Regions from separate parts of the Sus scrofa genome. Here region 2 is linked to region 1. A link is a contact called in public Hi-C data. All regions are on one chromosome and are shown on one strand. The core of a region is the stretch at or near the end of the contact, and the rest is flanking DNA. Distances in the headings are between cores, read along the strand shown.

What was found. Hi-C and Micro-C count contacts between places; a contact is called where the count stands out from the background.
Region 2: a contact with region 1 is called in a Hi-C map of skeletal muscle, with 5 times the contacts expected there. The contact joins the enhancer-like site here to the promoter of SKAP2 in region 1. A contact is called at or near these places in 15 of 47 Hi-C or Micro-C datasets (adipocytes, alveolar macrophages, brain and 10 more).

What each region holds. Positions count from the first base shown.
Region 1 is chr18:45,633,641-45,639,521 of Sscrofa11.1, reverse strand. It overlaps SKAP2 (src kinase-associated phosphoprotein 2), which reads right to left and starts at 2,593. Exons shown (of 15, transcript XR_002340310.1): 1 at 1,916-2,593.
Region 2 is chr18:46,500,935-46,506,575 of Sscrofa11.1, reverse strand. No RefSeq gene overlaps it. Among named protein-coding and RNA genes, the nearest start is that of MIR148A, 89 kb to the right of the region's middle. Within about 2 kb of position 2,820, at least 34 of the 83 cell types and tissues checked have an H3K27ac peak or open chromatin away from gene starts, as enhancers often do. A contact at or near this core is called in embryonic fibroblasts, fetal skeletal muscle and skeletal muscle, where this site is marked.

The DNA of each region.
Region 1 (5,881 bases), core at 1,344-3,843:
CTTGAAAATATCCTCTGAAAATAAAGTATAAGCCAAATGGATAATCATCAAATTTTTAGCATTTTAATATTTGTTTTTAATACTTAATGTTTTAATATGTGATTCACGTCAACAATGTGAAATACTGAAAATGTCAGTAAGATCTTTAAAACACTGATTTCAGATATCATGAAGTATATTATCTGGCTAAAGAGAGAGACATAATGGCTAAAGTATACAGGACGTTAGCAATGGCAGATAATTTAAATAGTATGTATTCTGAGCTCTCAATTACATTATACAAATAAGGGCTACATGAAATACTTGTAATCTATGGTGAGGAGAGAATAAAGAGTCTCATAACCTATATATCATGGTATCTGCAAATGTATGACTGTGGACCCAGATAGCAAGCTGTCTACTGTGGAGCTATCATGCTTTAAAAGCATGCACCCAGAGATCTATACTTCTTAAACGCAAAAATTCAGACCTAGAATATCCTGAAAATGGTGACATCTATTTTTGGAGGTATGATAAACAGTTCTCTGACCAGCAACTGAAATAATATTCTAAGCAAGGAGCCTCCAGCATTGTAACAACACAAATGTTAACTGTAGTAAGACAAAATCAGCATTCATTTGAAACTCTCATAGAATGGAATAAAAACTGCCTTAACTCAGTCTTCACAGTCTTTCAATATTTCCCTTAGTGGGACCCATTAATGACAACAAGCATTTCTCGGAGTAAAACACTATCCCACTACAAATGCATTCATGACACTGCAGTCATGCTCACACAAACATTAAGTTTGCATTCATACATTATCAGTTTTATTTTCTCTATTATATTCATGACATTAACCACCAGCATTTTAGGAGATTTGGTCTCACAGTGCTATAATAGTAACTCACCACTTAAAATGTCACATTTTAAATACTCCTTTAAGAGTTAAAATAAGCAACTTGTAACAAAGGCATCTAAGAGAAACTCTTTTAATCCAGTTGTTCAGGACCAATACTGAAAGATACTTAAGACAACTAAGCAAGAGTAAAACGATCCAAATTCAGTAGTCATAATTCTGATGTAAGCACGACAAAGTGAATAATGGGAAGAATTCCAGAGCATCAGAATAGGTAACATCTGTGCTACTCTAAATAAAGATGTATTTTTCTACCTCATGCAGAAATACAAATTTTTATTGCCCCTTACTGAAAATACACATCTCCATATCTAGTACATTAAAGAACTAGTAGTGTATTCATAATAGCCTTGAAAGTGTACCTTTAATTCCTAAATTCCCATAAACGTTCATTTAAAACTGAAAAGGGGAAGATGAGGGTGCAAAGATGAAGTACTGTACTTTCGTCGTGTGACACAGGAAGTTGGACTTTAACACATCCTTCCTTTTTTGTTTTAACATGTTACTCAGGCTGAAGACAAGTGGCTATTTGAAAGTCAGGCCCTCTTTGAAAAGCTCAAATATGAGTAGACTGAATGTTCAAGAAAGATGGGAGTTTTAGAAATGACAAACCCTGTGGTCCCATAACCCCTAACTCCTAACGCCTGTAGCTCAGAAATCTCTTTCTCCTCATCGGTCCAGCGACCAAAGAATTAGTTCTTTGATCTCTCACCTCCCTCCTCTCTCTCTCTCACACACACTCACACTCACACATACACACACACACACACAAAGAACTGCCCTGATCGCCTTAGTGTAGCCCACCAAGCAGGGCTTCGCCACCATCCTCGAACCAAATTTCAACACGCACGCCCACTCTCCTTCTCAGACCCCACTTGCCCCCTCCCAGTCCCGCTCCCAATGGCCAGAAGAGGTGAGCGCGGGCAGGGAAGAGGAGAGACGCTGAACGCTTCTGTCCCCATCGGCTCGCCGTCCCCCCGCCCCCGCCGCGTTACCCGCCCCCTTCCCGCTTTTTACCTGCCAACAGGTTCCTAATTTCCTCGGGGAGGGGGTAGGGAGAGGAGGTGCTGCTGGGGTTGGGCATGTCAGGGAGCGCGGAGCGTGCGGGGGAAGGACCTGTGCTGAAACGGGCTGGGGTTGTGGCTGCGACCTAGACTCGGGCTAGCGATCCCTGTAAGGACGGCGTGCCTACCAGTCCGGACACTGCCGGGCGAAGGCTCACAACAAGGAAGTCGCTGAAGTCCTGGCCACAGCGGCTGGACTCTTGGCCCAGCCCCGCCCGGCACTTCGGGGCGGGGCGATGGGCGGGGCGGTGGCCCGAAGGGACCCTGACTGCGCATGTGTGTCCCTCGGTGCGCCTCGCCTCCGAAAAGAGTCCGCGGTCAGGCCACACCCGCCCCTACGAGGGGACGAGGGAGGAGCAGCGGCTGGTGGGAAGCGAGCGGCCTGGGGCTGCGTCACCTGACCCGGGGGCTGAAGCGCCGCGCCGCCATTTTGGTCCCTGGCACCGCCACGACTGCGGGCCGTTTCTCCACGATCCCGGAAAATAAGGTGCCGAAAGGGCCTCCGGGTTTCCCGGTTAAGAGACTTACTGGCCTTTCATCAGCTCCGCCGAGGTTTAAAACCTCGCATAGTGCCCCACCTGAAGTTTTCGACCTCCCTAAACCCCTGTGGTCGTCTTTGTCTGACTGAATGACGGTAAGAGAGTCCCTTCTTCCGCCAGTCCTCCCGGAGGAAGCCGGCCGGGAGCGGCGCCGGAGAGCGCTCCGATTGGCTCTTACACTCTTTCCTACCTGGTTCAGACGCTTGGGAGGACCGATTGCCCTCGCTACGAGCAGGAGAGAGCTCTCAGGACAAAAAGCTGAACAGAGATAGGTACCACTGTCCACCTATAAGCATCAAAAAGAATATTGGAACAGAATTATAGTATCTGTTCCCTCCAAGCTGATCGTTTAATCAACAAATACTTATTGTCTCCTCTCTAAATCTTCTTACCGGATTTTTCTAAAAACCCCAGAAAGTCTGTGTGTGTGTGTGTGTGTGTGTGTGTGTGTGTGTGTGTGTGTGTGTAGGGAATTTTTTTTCTTTAGGTAAAAACTGCCATGGCAATGGTCCTTCCTAGATGCTACTATTGTGCTTTGAAGATTGTATTGTAGCGCCAGTCGCAACGTAAATTGTTTATTCTTCTATCCTTCAACCCTCACTAAATTTTAGTTTTCATTAAATTCAGAGGGAAACTATTACAGTGCAGATCCCAAAGTCCCACTTCTAGAAATTCTGCTTTCTAGCTGTTTAGCGTGAGACTTGATTGCATTTTAAACAAGCCCTGAATGTGATTCTGATGCTAGACATCCTGGAATTTGATGTTGAGAATCACTTTACTACTTTCCAGCTCCTACAGAACACAAAATTTGTTATAACTTGCCTTTCATCCCCACCTGGAACCCAAAACCTGACACAGAGTAATGGCTCTATTAATATTTCATACCGAAAATGTCAGACAGTAAAATAGTAAAAAAATTAAGTAGTCACATGCAAGTCATTTTAGTATAATTCTCTAAGAACCACACCAAACACTAATTGCAAAAGGAAGAATGAGAACATTTTGGAGTTCTCTCAAAATAAAATAAAAGACAATTTTACCACCACTGATGTAAAAAAATGCAAAGTAACAACAAAAAATACACCCCCAAACATACCTATTGCCTAAAATGGAATCTGAACTTCCTACTCAGTTTTAGAAATATTAGAAGAAGTGCTGAAAATCTGAATTCTTTTTGCTGGAGGTAAAAGTGAATAAGAGTCATCTTACAACATAGATCCTCCAACTTCAAAGAATTGATAATTATTCTTAAATGACAAAATCGTCTTCCTTCCTAGAGAAGGGAGAAACTGCTTTATGGACATACTATATTAGTAAGGATTCTTCCTCTCTTTACAGCTATCACATACAATTCCTTGTCATATTTTTTATTAAACCAGGCCTCCAAATGTTCCTATCTTTTATTTCTTTCTGATACAATTGACCAGAATTTTTTTCTCATGTCTCATTTATTTATTTACACTCCACTCATTCCACAAAGGAATTGAGGTGATTTACTACTGTATCGAATAGACAGTTTTTTGGATTGGATCAAATGGACACTGTCTGCTCTGCTCATCATGACAAGTCATTCTTGTTAGTGAAAGACAGGAAACTATTAAAATTGCCTTAAAATATATAGCATCTAATATATAGCATAGTCCAAATAAAGTAATAACAGAAAATGGACTCTTTGTATGAAACACATTCCCCCTATTTAGGCAACCATTCTCGGACACAGTTTCATGATGGATTCACGTGGGCAATGCTTTGTATACTCTATCATTTTTCCTGTTTATTGTCAAAGTTACTAAAATTGATTATAAAACACAAAGAGAAGGAGGCGCTAGAAGAAATATGTTCTTATTTCTCGTTTCTAAATGTTTCCATGACAAAAAGTAGGAAGGAAATCAAAACATACTTTCTATTTTTTAAACCAGTCATATTAGGTAAAAAGGAATAATAAATGAAACTTCAAATCTCAGCCTTAGAGAAAGCAGCTTCCCTACCGTTCTGCAAAGAAGAGACTCGATTCTGGAAGAATCTCATGATTTGTCTTCTCAAAAGTAAATCCTTCAGTTCAAAGGAGGGGTGTGTGTGTGTGTGTGTGTGTACATATATTTTTTCTTACAACTAAATATAACCCAACCACCTTCCTCACATCTTTCAAATTTAGCTTAGCTAAATATGTATTTGCCCACAGGCTTTGTTTTTAAAGAATCTAAATGAGCATTGAAGAAAAACGAACAGTATACTAAAACAGTGTATTTTCTCTGCCTCATCTTTATTTGGCTTTCATAGGCATGTGAAAGGAAGATTATATTTATACTTAGGCATTGTATTAGTTATCTGTTGCTACATAACAAACTTGGCTTAAAACGAACATTTAGTATCTCATGTAGTTTCTGGTGGTCAGGAATCCACAATCGGTTTAGCTGGATGGTTCTGGTTCAGTGTCCCTCATGAAGCTACAGTCGGGCTATGGGTTGGACTGCAATCATCTAAAGACTTCAATATTGCTAGAGGATCAGCTCTGAAGAAAGTTCACCCACAGTACTGTTGGCTGGAGCCCTCCATTCCCCTTTGCTGTTGGCAAAAGGCCTCAGTTGCTCACTACATGGACTTCGCCACAGGGCTGCTTGAGTATCCCCTTAACATGGCAACTGGCTTCCCCCAGGGCAAATGATCCATGTCGCTGGTGTTATCAGAAGAGTGTATTAGATAAAAACAATTGAAACCTTGCATTTATTTTGCAGCCTAATACATTTTTAGAACTTTTAAAACCCATTATGTCTTTTAAGTCATTTAGTAAGAGCTCTTTTAAAAGATTTTAGAAATGAAGAGTTGTTTTCACTTTCTAAATTTGTATCCCTCTCTTCAATTGAATATTCTAGGGCTGGTAGGTGTGAGTTTATCATTGTGTGGCAGTCAGCAGGAAAAAAAATTTATATTTTCACTGGAATTCTGGAACATGAAGTCATTTGCCCTTCAAAGATGTGATGCAGAATCTGACCTGAACCAGCAGCTTCTGATATTTGTGGCTCACTAACCTGTCTTTTGAGTTTTTAGGTCACAGTTACTAATCTTGTTAGTATAATATATGAATTTAGTAAGATATGGAAACTCATTCCCTTTTGCTTTCCATCTCATTTGCACATACACAAACATGGGCATTTTGCTATTTCCGTCAATCATTTCAATATAAGAATAATAAGCAATTTAATGTAGACTGGATTTGAATTCCTAACAAAATGCTGTATATCTTTCAAGTTCTACAAATTAGGAATAAGGTGAGAGAACTGTCCGTTCCATTTCAGGCTTGTCAGAGGCTAGCTGATCCTCTGCGCAGGCAACAGCCCTCTTCTCCCTTTAACTGGAATTGGTTTCCCCACTCGGACTCT
Region 2 (5,641 bases), core at 1,571-4,070, 870 kb before region 1:
GCCAGCTTAAGACCTATTTTTAACTGTTGACTGTAATTCTAAAATGCAAGATTATAGGGTAGAATGATGGAAAGGAAACTACAATTGTCCCGCTTGTATAAATAAGTGGAGAAAACATGATGTTTCCCATGAAAAGGGCGCCAACTTCTAAATGGGCTTGTTACTTTACTTGGGTATTTTCTCCTTTCTTCCCTTCTCCCCTGTGCAAATACCATGAGCTCTAAGTCTGGCCTTCAAGTATGGGCGACATGAACCCCTCTCTTCCTGTTAAACCCAAACAGAAAAACAGATAAACTCCTAAAGAAGGCATGAGGTGCCGAGGTCTATACTTTATAGGGTCTTATCCCCAAAGCCACCGCCCCGGGTTGGCTAAACAAAGGCGACGCCTCCGACTACAGCGATTTGTGAATGGAAAGTCTTCCCTATCTGTAATCAGTACCCCAAAAAGAATCTTTTTAAAAAGCCACGCTGCTCTAACTGCAGCTCGATCCGACCTCGGCCCCACTGGTCCAACCGAGCTCCGCTCCCGGGAAGACCACTTGCTGAGTTTAGATTCACCTTCGATCTCATTTTAATCCCAAGAAATCCTGCACACAACACTTCTTACCCTTCTTAATAACCTTTTTGCTCCTATACTTTTAACTCGCGTGAAGCTGTGCTTACGGTGCACACTTTGCCTGAAGGAAATGTTTTTGCAAACACTTTCACTGGATGCGTATTTTACTTGCAAACTTTCTTGGGCAAAATCTCAGGAGGTAGTTTCACATTAAAGCAACCAGCAAAGCTTATTTTCGTAATATGTAGCTCCTTAAGAGTGCTAGTACATTCTCACTTCATTTAGCTATAAAATATAAAAGTGTTTGGTGTTCAATTTTTCTAAATTTCTTACGAGGTGGGGGGGGGAGGGTAAACTGAGATTGTAAGGCGATCCTTATGCCATCTGGCGGTTCCATGCGGAATCTCGCTGAAGAAACTAAATTTACCGACCATCTGTGTCTGGAAAAGCTTTGTAAATCTCGTCCTTTTGAAATCAAGGAAGGAAAGAGCCCCTTTCTCCAAAGATTAATTTAAAATCAGAGTTCGCTGTGTTGGTAAGAATGGAGAAGGAAATGCTGTGCGTTGAAAGTTACATTACATAGATTTCTAAGCTAAACCATCATATATGTGCACGACATAACTCTTGTTCTTTTTTTAATGGATAATTTATATTGTAGTGACATAGAGGTTTGGAAAAGGTCAAGGTGAGTTGTGTGAGTTGAACATTTTTGCTGCATTTATGCACTGTGCAGGCGTCTGTGCAATATCCACCACTGAACACGTGAGGGCGCGCTCAAATCTCTCCCGCAACTAGTAATTCGATTCCTTCCTTTATTTGCATGAATTGCTTTCATTGGATGTTAGGTTTTTAAAACGTCAGTTTTACGTGAAATCGTTGTCAACCAATCAGCAACCTACTCCAGCGTGATTGGTCTCTACTCTAGGTGTCAATCATCTTAAATTTGCATACTAGTCCTCTGGTTGCTTGGAGCCTGTCAGTCGATTGTGGCAGCTGTACAGGAAAGAATCGGACGGAGAAGAATGAAAAATCAGTTTGTTCCAGCAAGGCGAAAGAAAAGAATTATTTCGCTCGTTATTTAAAAATAAATTTAAGTGTATATTTATCTAATAAGACAAAGACATTCGATTAAACCAAAATAAGCATCTACCCAAGGCTTATAATTTTCCTTAATGTTTGCTGCTTTAAAATATCCATAAATAGTAAAAAGCATATTGAAACGCAAAAAGAATATCGATGCTAATAATTTCGTGTCGTAAATTATAGTTTTAAAATTAAAGGTGAACAAAGGATTTCTAAATAAAATTACTATGATGGTGTAAAAACACGGCTTTCAATACTTAGGCAGGCTGAAAGCGCTGCTTTAGAAGAAAAAAAATGTACCAAGGGGGACATTTAAAAGAAAATTGTTTTGCTTTTAACAGGACATATTTCCAACACTCTGCTCATTTTATGTATTTACCGAGCGCTCGCAGACAGAATAGTATTTGAATGGAGATTTTGTAATACTTTTATTTGCATATTTCTTCTCTCTCACGCCACACCTCCCAAACTAAAAAACAAAAGGAAAAAAAAAAAAAAAACTCAGGGCCTGCTAAGAGGTAATTACCAGTTTTAAATTTCAGAATTCGTAAAATCGAAGCTTTGATTTGCCAGCTACAAAATTCTTCTAGGGCTAATGTAATTTAAAATGTGTGGAGAGCTATAAGACGTTATTATCTCCCTAAAATACGTGCAAACACGAACAAATGACCTAACACTTTATAATAGGAAAACACTCTCCAGCCTCCTTCTGCTCAGCAGAACACGCAGAAGAAACTTGCCCGAAAGCGAGAATTTGGATGCAACAGGGCAACGCAGAAACATTTCTCTTCTCCACGAAGCCAGCCCTCGCCTCTGAAGAATTTTGTACTAGGCGTTAACAAGTATCAAAAGAAACTGGAGTTGTTCCTAAAACTTTGACCGGATTGGGAAATTAATTTCAAGCTACATTCAATAGCAAATGGATTTTTCCTTCGGTATCTTGTCTTTAACACTGTTGTTTTAGTGGTTGCTACATATTTCAAATTTTCTCTTTTTTTTTCTTTTTTCTTTACTCCTCCTCCCGCCCTTCTTTTTTTCTTTCTTTCTTCCAGTTAAGGATTACCACCTTGTTCTGGGTTTTGAAAGTTCGCTCAGATTTGCTGGTTTGCATAACTACAGGAGGCTAAGAGGCGTGTGTAACTGCTTGCAGGGGGACCGAACCGGGCCGTGTCAATCCGAGAGGAAGTGGCGTGTGCGGTGCATACGATGCCTTGGATTTGATACGAAGCATGATATAACGTGTGCTTTACAAGAAACACACAAATCAACAAAGTAATAAAATTAAATCGCTTCCTGAGGGTTTTTGACTCTCTTCTTCTGACCCAGTAAAACATGCATGCCTTCTACTTCTCTTTACTCCCTCCCCAATTAGCCTTCTGCTGGAGACCCCAAATCGCTTCCAGATTTGTCTCCGGAGCCCTTGAGCGAACGGTCTGTAACTTCAGCCTTTCTGACTCAGCAAAAAATGCCCGCAAAGAGGACTAAGGTACCTGAAGAAACAGCTTCAATTCGAGCACTCATCGCCACCAATATCACCCCCACCACCACACATTCACAGGTACACGCACACACACGCACGCACATACCCACACGCGCGCACGCGCGCGCACTCCCTTACTGTCAATCACACGCTCACGCCATAATGCGCATGCGCATTGGCGGACTGCGGCCCCTGTCGACCCCACGCCCTTTCCGTGCGTCACCCCGTCCGAAGGACCAATAAGAGGGTGGATTTGGGGGCTGGGCTACAAGGAAGCCGCCAATGAGAGCGCGGTGGGAAGTCCAGGATGGAGGGGAGTAAATCCTTCCTTGGTCCACGTTCAGCCGCCCGCGCGATGATTTATGCGTCCCTTTTATTATTTGTAACACTTTGGGAAGTTATTAAAAGGAAGATCTACTGCTTCCCCTTTTTCGGGTGGAACTGGATGGCAATATTTGTCAGTGGCGCTTATTAAGGAACAGTGAGGCGCAGTGGAAGGCGGTTGGATGCCGGGTTTGTTTGTGTGGATCCTGTATTTTATTACAAGACAGATTATCCTTTTCATTACAAGCTGTAGACAGGGCCAACTTCGAAGGACCTCGTAGCCAAATGATCTTCGATCACTCAGGGAGCTGAAACCTGACACCTTCAACTTTCGCATCTGTATTCTTGACGTTGGGAAGAGCTTCTTGAGGTGTTACAGCCTTTGGCTGCGAGAGAAAGAAGCGAATTACACACACACAACCACCCCCCGCCTTAACACGGAGTAAACCCCGGCTTTTTACGCTTGGATGCTCATTAAGAGTTAGTTGACTTTGTAGCGGATGCAATAAAACTTGGATGGTTTCAGGCCCCAAACAATCCTGGTTTCTGTTTTTCTCTCGCCCCAACCACACCCCCAAGGAAATTGCCTTTTCAGCAGGCGCCTGCGGGAAAGAACCGCAGGAGACAGATTCCCCTTGGAGACCTGCAGTTGCGGAGGAGGGGACTCTGAGTGTATGGAAATAAAGGGGGCCAAGGTACGAGTGCAGGCGGTGAGGGAGGGCTTTCATGTTTGGATTTGAATGTTCAGGACGACTAAGGGAGGAATCTACAAAGCCACAGTACCTGGAGAACAAGCTGAGAAGTTAGTGGTCACCCACAGAGCCGCTGACCACCCTGCCTATGGTTGCGCTTCTGCTCTGTGGAGGAATACTAGTCCGCAAAGGTGAAATAAACTGAAAAGAGCAAAAAAAAAAAAAAAAAAAAAGTACAAATTTGCTACTCCCGACCTCCAAATATAAATACCAGTTTCAAATGTAACGTAAAACAAGATTCCAAGAATTCAGGGATGTGACGATATATTGTCTTCAATGGCTAGGTCATCGGCACTTCAGTCGCCGGTCTGGCGATATTTGTATTTGAAATTACGAAAATCCGTGCAGGAAGGCTGCTGAGGGATAGGGGTGGGGGATGTGAGACCCAAAGAGGAGGCGGAGGAGGCGGTTAGAAGGAACCAAGAACAATTTGATCGCAGGGCTGAGTCGAAGGAAAACAAAACCGTGAACTTCAAAGCTCAAGCCTAATCCCCCTCAGGTTAATTTCTGCTTCCTAAAAAGTTGATCAGGGTCATAAATCACCCGCCACACCCCCGCCAGTCCTGCTTGGTTCCCCGGAGGTTCTCTCCCGACCGCCCGCCGCCTGAGCGCCGGGTGATCCCCCAGCACGAGGTCGTCAGCGGCCCGGAGCAGGAGGGCTCCTGGGGCTAGAGGGGGTGGGAGGAAGGCGGCGGATGGATGCGCGGGAATCAGTTTACTGGTGGAGGTGAGGACTGGGGAAGACGCGGGAAGCGGGGCGGGCACGACCCCAGAGGGGGCCCCTGCGGTGGCCACTTCCATTTTGCCGGGCCCTAAAATAAAACCCAACCTTCAGGTGTGTCTAGAGCACTGTTTGAAGAAGGTTACAGCGTGTTTAGAGATTTGCAAAGCTCTGCCGAGCAGTAAAGATTGGAAAGGCCTGCCTGAGATTTGTCAAATGACTTCCGGTAGTAGAGCCCCTTGAAACCCGGACGAGTCCCTGCAGCCTCTGATTTTGGCTGGTTAGGGGACTGTAGCCAGGTGCTGGACAGTGCGCTAGTGGCACCGCTGAGCCCGGCGCGCCTGGGGAGCAGTGAAGGATCCGCCCCCAGTCTGGAGAGGGCCCTCCTTTAGGGCCAAGCGGTGTGATGGTAAAAGTCGAGTCGAGGATTTTCCCCGGCATTTTCCATGCAGGAAACCCCAGGTGTGGACCAAGCGCCTTGCAGTTGACTCAGGTTGAGGGAAATGTCACCTGAATCCAGGGCTGGCCCTCCGGAAATGAAAGCCATCGCGGTGGAGGCTAGGGAGCGGACCTGCCCAGCCCAGGAAGGCCAAGAAAGTCCTCATCACAAGGGCCTAACGTTCCCCGCAGCAGCAATAAGTCAACAAAATTTTAAGAGAAAGCCAACGGCATTTTGTCAAAAACGCTACAGACAATGATCCTTGCCGTCCTGGACCCTTAGCTGG